Regions from separate parts of the Mus musculus genome. Here all the other regions are linked to region 1. The links are chromatin contacts, called in public HiChIP or PLAC-seq and promoter capture Hi-C maps. All regions are on one chromosome and are shown on one strand. Each heading gives the region's core, a stretch centred on a gene start, on an enhancer-like site or on the middle of the called end of the contact. The rest is flanking DNA. Distances are from core to core; before and after follow the strand shown.

Region 1 (3,564 bases), core at 74-2,573:
CCGAAGATGATGAGGAGGGTCAAGTTGGTGGATGTCTAGAAGGAGAGGCAATTTGGTATCCAACCAGATCGGATTTAACTTCTAAAGATGTGTCAGATACCTTGTGGATACTCTTCTGAGGGAGCACTCGGGTTTGGGCTCCTGCTGTGATCTTAAGATGGCTGGTGTGTCTAAGTACCATGATAACCAGCAGATGTGATAACGTTTTGAGATGTAGTCGTGCCTGGGCTATTCCTGTTGCTTTCCTAGAACTATTTGTAAAATGTTGACAACTGGTTACTAATTGGCAGAGGCATTAGTGAGAATGGAGTGCAGTTAGCACACAGTTAGACTTCGTTGAACCAAAGCAACTCAAGAGCCTCACCTCTTATTTACCTTTTAGACTTTAACATCCTTTACACATCAGCTTGTCAGCTCTGAAGTCTCCAGGAGAGTGGGCACCTGGCTTTCTGGCCAATCGCCACAAAGCAAGCAAGTTCTGTAAGCCCAGAGGATCCAAAGGCAAAGCAGCCAGCGCTGAGTTCAAAGCTCTAAGCTCTAAGCTCTAAGCTCTGCATCCCTGCAGTCCCCTGTAGGAACTGTCACCCTGCTGCCTGTCTCAGTCCAGCAGAGCTCAGAACAGTCCTAGGATTTTTCAGTGTAATTTGTCTTTTCCCCGCCCCGAGAGCTTGAATTAGGCTCTGCTGTCTCTGCTGGGGGAAATCCCCTCTGGCTCCCCAGTCTGGCTAGCCTCCTCTGACTGCTTTTGCTTTCTGGAAGGGAAAGGGATCCCCGTGTCTGACAGGGAGGGATAATGAAGAATTCTTGGCTTCTGAAAAGGAGAGCCATGATGCCCCTGCTGACAGACAGACTCCAGGTTCACAGCAATACAGGTGGCAGCTGCCTCCGTGTACCGTGGGAACTGGGATGGGCCACTGGGCTACACATAGCTGGAATTCCTGAGCAGGGAGTGTGGAGGGAGAGTACTGGCCCTGACTGCTGGCCCTGGGTCAAGATGACCAGCGGAGGGAGGCAGACCCAGTGGAGGGCAAAGTGAGTAAGTCCTGCAAGGCCCTGGTACTCACAGGCTCCTTGCACACCACAAGGAAAATCCATCTTTTTTTTTTTTTTCTTTCCTAGCATCAGTGAGCCCATTCTGTTTTCAGCAGTTGGTTGCTTCCCTCATGGCTTTCCCAGTTCAAGGGCTTGTGGACTGGAAATATGGAAATCACTGCTGCCCTCCAGTGGCTTCATGTGGGACCACAGACTCTACCAGGGCCATTACCAATAAGCACATCTGCACTGGTCCCGGGCGTGGGGCGGGGTGGGGTGAGTCAGAGGTTTCACTCTGCCTCTCTGGGCTTTAGCCTATTTTTTTTTTAAGTCTCATATTATTCTTAGGCAAGAGTGTGAGTCCTAGCATAAGAATGGAAATCCCAGTTCAGGGTCTTCAGCCTTGGTGTTGCCAGCATTTAGGGGCAGGCATTGTGTGTTGTGGAGCTGCCCTGGGCACAGTAGGATGCCACTTAGCAGTGTCCAATCCACCAGATGCCAGTGACACAGTTCTCCTCTTCCCAAGCATGACATTCAGACATTGTGAAATCGCCCTTAAACTGTCCGGGGGCTATCTCTCAGGCAGCCCTCTTAGCTCTGCAACCACATCAATTGCTGGCCTAACTACTCACCATGTCTGAGTCCCCTCTGGGTGCCAGTCACTGCCAGGCCCTGGGGGTAGAAAGACAAATTAAGGTTCTGTGCCAAAGAGATAACATAAGCTCTCAGTCTTCATTGTGTTCCCTGAGGGAAGAACCAGAGACAATGAGATAGATGCTGGCTACTTTCTTCTGACAATGAGATAGATGCTGGCTACTTTCTTCTGCCTCAATCCCATCTAGAGACTCTCAGGGGCAAGCTCAACATCTGAAAGCCTTTGCCCAGCCCTGGGGTGTACGTCAGGCAAAGCCCCCGGGCTCTTAGGGACCATGGTAGCAGCCGTGTCTGGAAGACTAGTGGTCAGCTCTGCACAAGCGGTCTCATTGTCTCAGATACAACACGCTGGATAAGGCAGAAACCTGGGCAGCCTAAGATGTGCACTAAGATGTAGGACACTCTGAGGAATGTCAAGAATCTCTAGATTCTTTTCCTGTCACTCAGTTGAATCTCACCATTTGCTACCAATTTTAAATGACAATGAGCCTCAATGGGATAATTCAAATTGGGCTTAATGAGGAGGAGGAAAAAAAAAAAAAAAAAAAAGCAAGACAGGCATGGAGCACCACGGGTAAAGGGGAGGTGGCCCCAGCCTTGCTTCCTGAGCCCTTTGCTGAAGGCTACGTCCTCAGAAAGAGAGCGCACAGTTGATCAACTGGGATACTCCATCTTCACAGTCAGAGGTCTCCCTCCATCCCATCCCTGCCGTGTTAGCACTTGTTGAAGGAGGCCCACTCTAGGTGGAGAGAACACAGAAATAAGTGCCTGTTATCCAGCCCTAGGGAGGCTGAGACAGGAGGGTCCAAGAGTTCAAACCTCAGCTATATAGCAAGTTTGAGGCCAGCCTAGGCTACAGTCTCAGAAAGGAAGGGTGGGAAAAGGAAAGTAACAGTGGGGTGGGGGAGGGGCTCCGAGTCCTTATGCCAACGTATGTAGCTGGCTGCTGTTAGAGAGCCCAGCCATCCTGCGCTAGCCCTGAAGGTGGTGGTGGTGAGGTTGGGTTGGGGGTGCTGAACTATGGATACCCTGGGGTGGTGTTGTCAAGGCGACCTGAGCCCCACAGTTCTAAGAGTGCAGACTTAAGTGTTCTTGAGGGTAGAAAGCTGAGAGCTAGTACCCAGATCCTCCTCTGATGCTGTGTGCCACCTCTGCTCTCCCTCCCCAGAGCTGCGCATCTTGCTGCTGTGTGGTAGTGACCTGCTGGAGTCTTTCTGCATCCCAGGACTCTGGAATGAGGCAGATGTGAGTAGCCATATTCCCAAATCTACAAGCAGCTTGGGGTGGGGGTGGGGGCATGGGGGAGGCATGTTTGATTTTGGCTTCTGTCTCCCCCCAACAGTCACAGACTGGAATCTCTTGCCTCTTCAAAGTTCCCAAGAGGGCAATTCATTCACATGACCATGGAGGAAAGTTCTCACCTACCCCAGCCTTTGTCTCCTCACCCTCCTCCTCATCCTCACCCTGGGGAACCCTGGGAAAAAAGCACTCCGGGTTATAGAATGTCTTGTTCCAAGCGCTGCCTGGGGTGTGCATGCTGAGGTCACTGAGACATGAGGGGAGGGATCAAGAAGAAATTCTGCCCTTCGGAGGTTATAGGTGTGGCTTGTTTTCCTTTGCTGCCTTTGAAGGGATAGTAACTACTATCCCAGTCTCCCCATAGCAAAAGAATGGGGGTCCAGAGGGGGATCTCTGGTTAGAGGCATCCTTTAGATGACCGATTTGACTTAAGGGAAAGAGGCAGTTAAACCTAAGCCACTCAGAAGTTCTGACTCGGATGGCCAGTCCCCTGCTTTCCACACACGCTGTTCTCTCCTGCTGGTTTATTCATTCTCTCTTGGGCTAGATAGCCTGAGCTAAAACCAGCTCCAACCTCAT
Region 2 (3,127 bases), core at 172-2,671, 160 kb before region 1:
ATGTTAACAACTACATTTCAATACATGGGTTCAAACAGGAAACCCTTTGTTTCTTTGTTTGTTTGTTTGAGGATTTGGGGGACAGAGTCTCCCAGTATGTTCCAGACTGGCCTTGAGCCTGGCTAAGCCCTGTGTCTTCTGAAGTAATAGTAATGTATGACACTATTCAAGAACAGTGTCAGACAGGAGCAAGTCTGCATGTTGTCTCTCAATGAAGCCTGTCCTTTGGGCACCATGGTGTTCTCTGGAATGCTATCCTGCCTTTCTTAGGCCTCAAATTTGACCTTAGGGTTCTCTAAGGAAATTGTACTGTTTTTATTTTTTCTTTCCTTTTTTTTTTTCCTCACTCCTACTTCTTTGATTCACTTAATTTTGTTTTAAATCTGTTGAGGTTAAAATTAAATTTCAGTAGAGGTAGAGCTTCTGGACTATAGAAGGCTGGCGTAAGTGTAAAACAATCCTGGCCAACAATCTCTAATGGTACGAGAAGACTGTTGGTGGGGGAGGGGGCTTGAGGGCTGGCCAGTGGGGTGGGGTGAGGAAATGTCAGCTCGCTTTCTGTTGCTGTGACAAAGTACCATGACAAACAGCAACCTGGAGACGTTGAGGTTTATTTCATCTCACAATTTATAATCGATCGCGAAGGGAAGTCAGGGCAGGAACTCAAGGAGCGAATCCGGAAGCAGAAGCTGAGGCAGAGGCTGCGGAGGAACACTGCCTACTAGCTTGCTCCTCACAGATCGCTCAGGATGCTTTCTTAGACAGCCTAGGACCGCCTGTCCAGGGCTGGCACCACCCACAGCGAGCTGGGCGCTCCCACATCAGTCATTAAGACAACACTCCCACAAAGTTGCCTATGGTCTGATGGAGTCACTCTCTCCATCTGTTGAGAGTCTGTTGAGACTCCTCTTTTTTCCTCTTTTTAGATAGCTCTAGCTTGTGTCAAACCACAAGCTACCACAATTGACCAAACCTACTTCCCCCCAGGCTTCCCGCCTGCCCCCCAAATCCAAAACAAAACAAAACAAAACAAAACAAAACAAAACAAAACAAAGAAACAAAAAACCCAAGAAACCTTTTACCTGGACAAGCTGCAAGCACACATGCGCACATGTGCAGCTGTGGGGGAAATGGAGGGTGTGGGGAGGAGCGATAGATTATGAAGTGGGCTTCTTCCAGACTTATCTATTTTGTTCTTCCTTTCTTCCTTTCTTCCTTTCTTCCTTTCTTCCTTCCTTCCTTCCTTCCTTCCTTCCTTCCTTCCTTCCTTCCTTCCTTTCTTTCTTTCTTTCTTTCTTTCTTTCTTTCTAATTTAAAGAGTTTGAACAATAATTCGTTTTCTTCAGTTTCTGAAAAAACTAGCAAGCTGCTGAATCATAGCCCAGAGCTAGCAATAGGACTTAAAGTCTTTCTTTCCTGTTCACTCCCTGAAGGCCCACAGCGCAGCTGCCTCTCATATCCTGGCTCTGCCTTGTAGCCACTCGGCTCAGCTCACAGTTTCCTGCTTTTTTCTGTACCTTCTTCCTTCTAGATTTTTTCTATTGTAATTTTCCCCCATTTTTTGAGACGCGGTTTGCAGAAGCCCGACCTCACGCTGGAATAACGTGTGTGAGTTCCCACCTAGCTTTATCCGCTTCTTCTTCCTTTTGCTCCTCTTTTTCCTCCTCTTTCTCTTCCTCCTTTTTAAAAATTTACTTTAGCGTCTCTTCTAACATTTGTTATACTATTACCCACCCGTTACCTTACCCTTAACTAGTTCATTCTGGAGGAAGCTGGAGAAAAATAGGACGGAGAAGATGGTGGTAAGTCCACTTGTCACTAAGCTACAAATGCTATACAAAGTATTTGTGCCTATATCCATACACTACAATACGTTCCCTTCTGTGTCTATTACCTGCGAGTTATGTGCATTGTGTGCATTATGCTGTATGTCCACCACAGTGCCATTATCCAGTCCTTGTCACTTATTTAAAGACTGACACGGGAATGGACTGATAAGACATGTTATTGATCCTCCTGCAACTAGTTCATTTAAAAAATTCATACACCTTCTCAATACCCCAGCATAGCAAATGATGTTCAGGGTTTTCCCCCAAACAGTAATTAAGTCGTACGAGATTAAAGCAAATGAACAAAATATCCAGGTATTGGTCAATTATGAGGATACAGCTTCCCATTTATCTTCCTTGGTTAGAGACTCTGAACTCAGATGAAAAGACTCTTTGTGTCTTTCTTGTGCTGAGCATGATAAGAAAGCCATTGAGCTGGAACTAGGTCAGCTGCCTTCCGCTGCTTCTCGGTCATCAAAGCCTATTTCTTAGCCTTAGAAGTTTCATGTCCACTAAATGGAGTCCTCATTCTCTTCTCCCCAAGCCAGAAGACTGTGAGCCAGTCATGCATAGTCAATCAAGTTTTATAGCACAGTGGGTGTGGACGGGGTAGGTCTATGTGATTTTTTTCCAAATTAGGATTATTTTTGACCTGCATATCGAATTGTTTGCTGAACAAATACTTCATATATGTTATTTAAGCATATATTCAGGCCGAGTCCAAGATTACAGAAGTCAAAAGTAGGAATTTTTTCAAAGAGAAAACAAACAAGAACCGGGGCGAATGGCACACACTTTTAATCCTAGTACATGTGAGGTTGACACAAGAGGATCGGGAGTTCAAGACCAACCTTGGCTACTTGAGACCCTGCCTGAAGAAAAAAAAAAAAAGCCAACCAAAACACAAAACAGTAATGAGAAACATTATACTATAGTTTCAGGTGTGGTTTGAATGTAAACTATTTCCCCACTGGTACAAGTATTTGAAGTCTTGGTCTCCAGCTGGCTGTGCTGTTTTAGAGGTGGGGAACCTTGGCTAGAGGGGAGTGGGCAATTGAGGGCTACCAGAAGTTTACAGCTCAGTCTTATCTCCTGTTCAATATTTGCTTCTTGACTAGGGACATAATGTAACCACCTATCTTGCATTCCTGTCACCATGAAGCAGCTGGTGTCACACGTTCTCCAGCCACAGCGGACTGTATCCCCTCAAGCTACAGGCAGGAACAACCGTCCTTCTCTTTAGTTGCTGCTTGTCCTGTATTCAGTCACAACAATGAGAAAAGTAACTAGGTCATCTG
Region 3 (3,425 bases), core at 333-2,832, 220 kb before region 1:
ATTTGGAGACAGGATCCCACTGTATTGGAGAAGCTAGCAAGCCTCTATGAGCTCACTCTAGCCTTCATTTTCCATGAGCCAAGATTATAGGTGTGTGCCACTAATGGGGCTCTAGGGGACTGCAGAAGTCATTCAAATGAGTAAATTTAAATAGATATTCAATACTTTGGAAAAAGCAAATGGTACATATATGGAGCTTGATGTTGTTCTACAGATGGCACTTTCAATGGTAATTCAAGAGTAGAATTCCAACACTGGTATCATATAATGTAGATGATGACCACAAATGTGTTAGTAGGAAGGACAACAGTGAACGCACTGTAACCTTTTCCTCTTTTGCTCCCTATGATATAATGACCGGGCTCCTCACCAACACTAGTCTGTAACTGTCAAAGCTCAAGAAACACCGCCTCCCTCGGAGCCAGTGTGTGCCCTCTTCAATGATAAACCTTGCCCAGGACTCTGGTTATCAATCAACAGAGGCTGAATTCCTCACGAGTTAAACATACAACTACATTCCTTCCAAATTAAGATGCAATGTCCTATCAAATATCTGAGAGCTTAGAACACCACGTGCTGCTATGAAGGACATGCTGATGATCACTGGTGAGCTTTGAATTATCTGTTCCTCTCAGCAGCTGAGTCAAAAAATTCTTCTCAAAGGGCTTGAGATATTACTCAGAGCAGAAAAGATGTGTAAGAAAAGGTAGCTTGCTGAACTTCATACTTTCAGTGCAATTTTTCTATCAACATTTTTTCTGAAGGTTTACCTGCTACTCAGGTTTGAGTCACTATAAATTGAAAATAGTAATCAAATACAACATCTTTAGCTATATAGAGTGTGAATTATTTTATATCTTAAATTATTAGTAAAAGGTTCATAAAAATTAAATAATCACACACTAATAGCAACTCAAATTCTCATGTAGTATATATTCTTGAGTAGAGGCATACACTACATTAAATTCCTTTAAAGTATTTAAGAAGAATGCAAAGTACAAGAGCAAGAGACATTTAAAGCAAAGTTACTGTTCTAGGCAAACAGCACAAACGAGAAAGGAAATTGTCTCCCTTTAATAGAAGAAAGTAAGTGGTAAGAAAGAAGACAACCGATACCTGTCATTTCAGCCTTCAGGACTTCTGCCTGCCTAAATAAGAAAAAAAGAACAAGAGTTAAAAAAACAAAACCAAACAAACAAAAAACCGAACCCAAGTTAAAATAAACAGACTAAATCAAGTTGAACAATGCATTACAACGAGGCAATGTGATAGGGAAATTTATGCCCTCCTTTAATACCCAGTGTAGCAACAGTTCACTTAACAAAGTGATATAACTTAAATATGACTTCACAAATCAAACTGGTAACTTCCCCAAAAGTTCATTTCTTGTTTTCCAAATCTGAATAAAAAATACTACAAGTTACATCCTGCAATACCTTAATTAAAGACTAGTTTGTTTTCAATTTACTGGTTACCATTAACAATTTCAAATTTTCACTCTTTTCAAGCTGCTGTTCCCGTCCCTTTTCCCACTGGCAAACTACAGCTGCACACCCTGCTCTGGGAAAACAATCTCCTGACTGGGCATGTACTGCACTGACACAGCGTTCTCCTTATGAGAGCAAAGGCCATTTCAATGGACAGCTCCTTCTAACATTTCCTCAGGACTTGATTATTCTTTCCTCTTTTTAACAGTCTTTAAAGTTCCCTTGCTACTGGCCTTCAAACGTTTTCAAGTTTTTTTCTCTTTGGCCTTCAAACATTTTCAAGTTTTCCAAATTTTTTTAATTCACCCTCTGAAATTCAAGAATTGTCTGTTATTGGTGAGGTCCTAGATTGACCTCATGGTCCTTTCTGAACTCCATGCTCGGTTCTCTTACGTGTTTTTTCTCCTCTTGGCCGTTTTATCATGGCTTCCCAGGTGTGGAAGGCAATTTCCCCCTCCTCCCAGAAGGTCTCTATGCCAGCCTTCTTCCTAAGTTTCAGTATTTGTCAATCCCAGAGGAATGCTGTCCTCTAAATACTTATTGCACTTTTTACTGCATTACATCTTTAGCCACCCACCTGTTACACACAACCCTCACTTGAACTACTACAAAAGGTATTTTTGAATGCATGCTTGATCTTACCAACTATCCACCTGAACTTCAAACATTTATTGATTTTTCACTACAACTTTTCGTGACAAATTCTATAGTCTCGGAACTGTTACCACTCTTCTCTCCTTATTCTAGCTGCTTTGTCACTGAACTTCTGAAAAGAAGAGTCCCTGGGCTATTAAGACTATCACCTCCAGAGGCCCTTGGTCTTGCAAAGATTGTAATGTCCCAAGACGGGAATACCAGGACCAGGAAGAGTGGCTGGGTTGGAGAGCAGGGTGGGGGGAGGGTATAAGGGACTTTTGGAATAGCATTTGAATTGTAAATGAAGAAAATATCTAATAAAAAATTGTAAAAAAAAAAAAAGTATCACCTCCACTTTTACGGCAATAATCACTCGTGCTTTGTGTGAGTCAGAGCACTGTGCTTCCTTGGGAAACCCTGCTGGGGTAAGGAAACTCATAGGTTCTCAAAGTCCCTTTAGTAAGTAGGTATCACAGCCTTTAAAAATAAATACCGTCAGTATCCTTTTCAACTAGCATAATGCTCAGCAGGGACTCTACAACACGCTCTCCCACAGCTTCTGTATTCTCATGCATAGAAGAATGATTATGGCTAACAATACATGCTGACTAATCTTAACCGCCAGAAAAGTAGCTTTTTAATGCTATCTCCACAAAGAAGTGATACATGGGGTGAAGAATATGCCAAACACCCTGAGACTAGATCATAACTCATGATTATGTGTTCTCAACATCACCCTGTACCCTCTGTATGTGTAATTATGTGTCAACTGACAAAAAATAAATAAAGATTATTACAACTTGAGATTCCATTTCAAAGAACTAAACTGACCCAAAAAAGCTATATTAATTCTTTTATAGAAAGTACTATTTACATAAATATTTTACAGCCATTGTAAATTTTTAAAAATTATTTTTCATATGTACATGTGTTCTGCCTGTGCCCTAATTTTTGTCACCTTGACACAAGCTAGAGTTATTTGAGAAGAAGCCTCAATTGGCAAAATTCCCTCAACAGATTAGCCTATGGAAAAACCTGCAGGGTGTTTGCCCATTAATGATGTGGGGAGGGCCCAGCTCAATGGGAGAGGGGCTACCCATGGGCAAGTGGTCCTGAGCAAGTGCAGCAGGCAGGCAAGCAAGCCAGTAAGCAGTTGCTGTCTCCGGGTTCCTGCCCTGGCTGCCCTTTAGAATTTATTACTGGAAGTCTAAGTGAAATACACTCTTTCCTCCCCAAGTTGCTTTTCGTCATGGTGTTTATCCCAACAACAGAAACCCTATCTAAGACAGTAGATGGCTGTGC

Evidence for each region. HiChIP or PLAC-seq counts read pairs in DNA pulled down with a chosen protein or histone mark. Capture Hi-C pulls out chosen DNA fragments and counts their contacts.
Region 2: an H3K27ac HiChIP or PLAC-seq map of epiblast stem cells shows a contact between it and region 1. The contact joins the promoter of 1700040K01Rik here to the enhancer-like site in region 1. A contact is called at or near these places in 2 of 484 Hi-C or Micro-C datasets (cerebellum and embryonic stem cells), 10 of 115 datasets of contacts at active chromatin or transcription factors (embryonic stem cells, epiblast stem cells, extraembryonic endoderm stem cells and 3 more) and 3 of 9 other capture datasets (adipose tissue, liver and pancreatic islet).
Region 3: a contact with region 1 is called in a promoter capture Hi-C map of adipose tissue. The contact joins two enhancer-like sites. A contact is called at or near these places in 1 of 15 datasets of contacts at CTCF or cohesin (stem cell-derived epiblast-like cells), 7 of 484 Hi-C or Micro-C datasets (cerebellum, cortical neurons, embryonic stem cells and 3 more), 12 of 115 datasets of contacts at active chromatin or transcription factors (the NIH/3T3 cell line, embryonic stem cells, epiblast stem cells and 2 more) and 4 of 9 other capture datasets (adipose tissue, embryonic stem cells, liver and 1 more).

The regions. Positions count from the first base shown.
Region 1 is chr1:153,091,183-153,094,746 of GRCm38.p6, forward strand. It overlaps Nmnat2 (nicotinamide nucleotide adenylyltransferase 2), which reads left to right. Exons shown (of 11, transcript NM_175460.3): 8 at 2,855-2,931. Among named protein-coding and RNA genes, the nearest start is that of Lamc2, 93 kb to the right of the region's middle. Within about 2 kb of position 1,324, at least 133 of the 459 cell types and tissues checked have an H3K27ac peak or open chromatin away from gene starts, as enhancers often do. A contact at or near this core is called in adipose tissue, cerebellum, embryonic stem cells and 4 more, where this site is marked.
Region 2 is chr1:152,933,384-152,936,510 of GRCm38.p6, forward strand. It overlaps 1700040K01Rik (RIKEN cDNA 1700040K01 gene), which reads left to right and starts at 1,422. Exons shown (of 2, transcript NR_166417.1): 1 at 1,422-1,802; 2 at 2,948-3,127.
Region 3 is chr1:152,869,644-152,873,068 of GRCm38.p6, forward strand. Smg7 (Smg-7 homolog, nonsense mediated mRNA decay factor (C. elegans)) reads right to left here. Exons shown (of 23, transcript NM_001160256.1): 2 at 1,117-1,148. Among named protein-coding and RNA genes, the nearest start is that of Smg7, 31 kb to the right of the region's middle. Within about 2 kb of position 1,583, at least 7 of the 459 cell types and tissues checked have an H3K27ac peak or open chromatin away from gene starts, as enhancers often do. A contact at or near this core is called in adipose tissue, where this site is marked.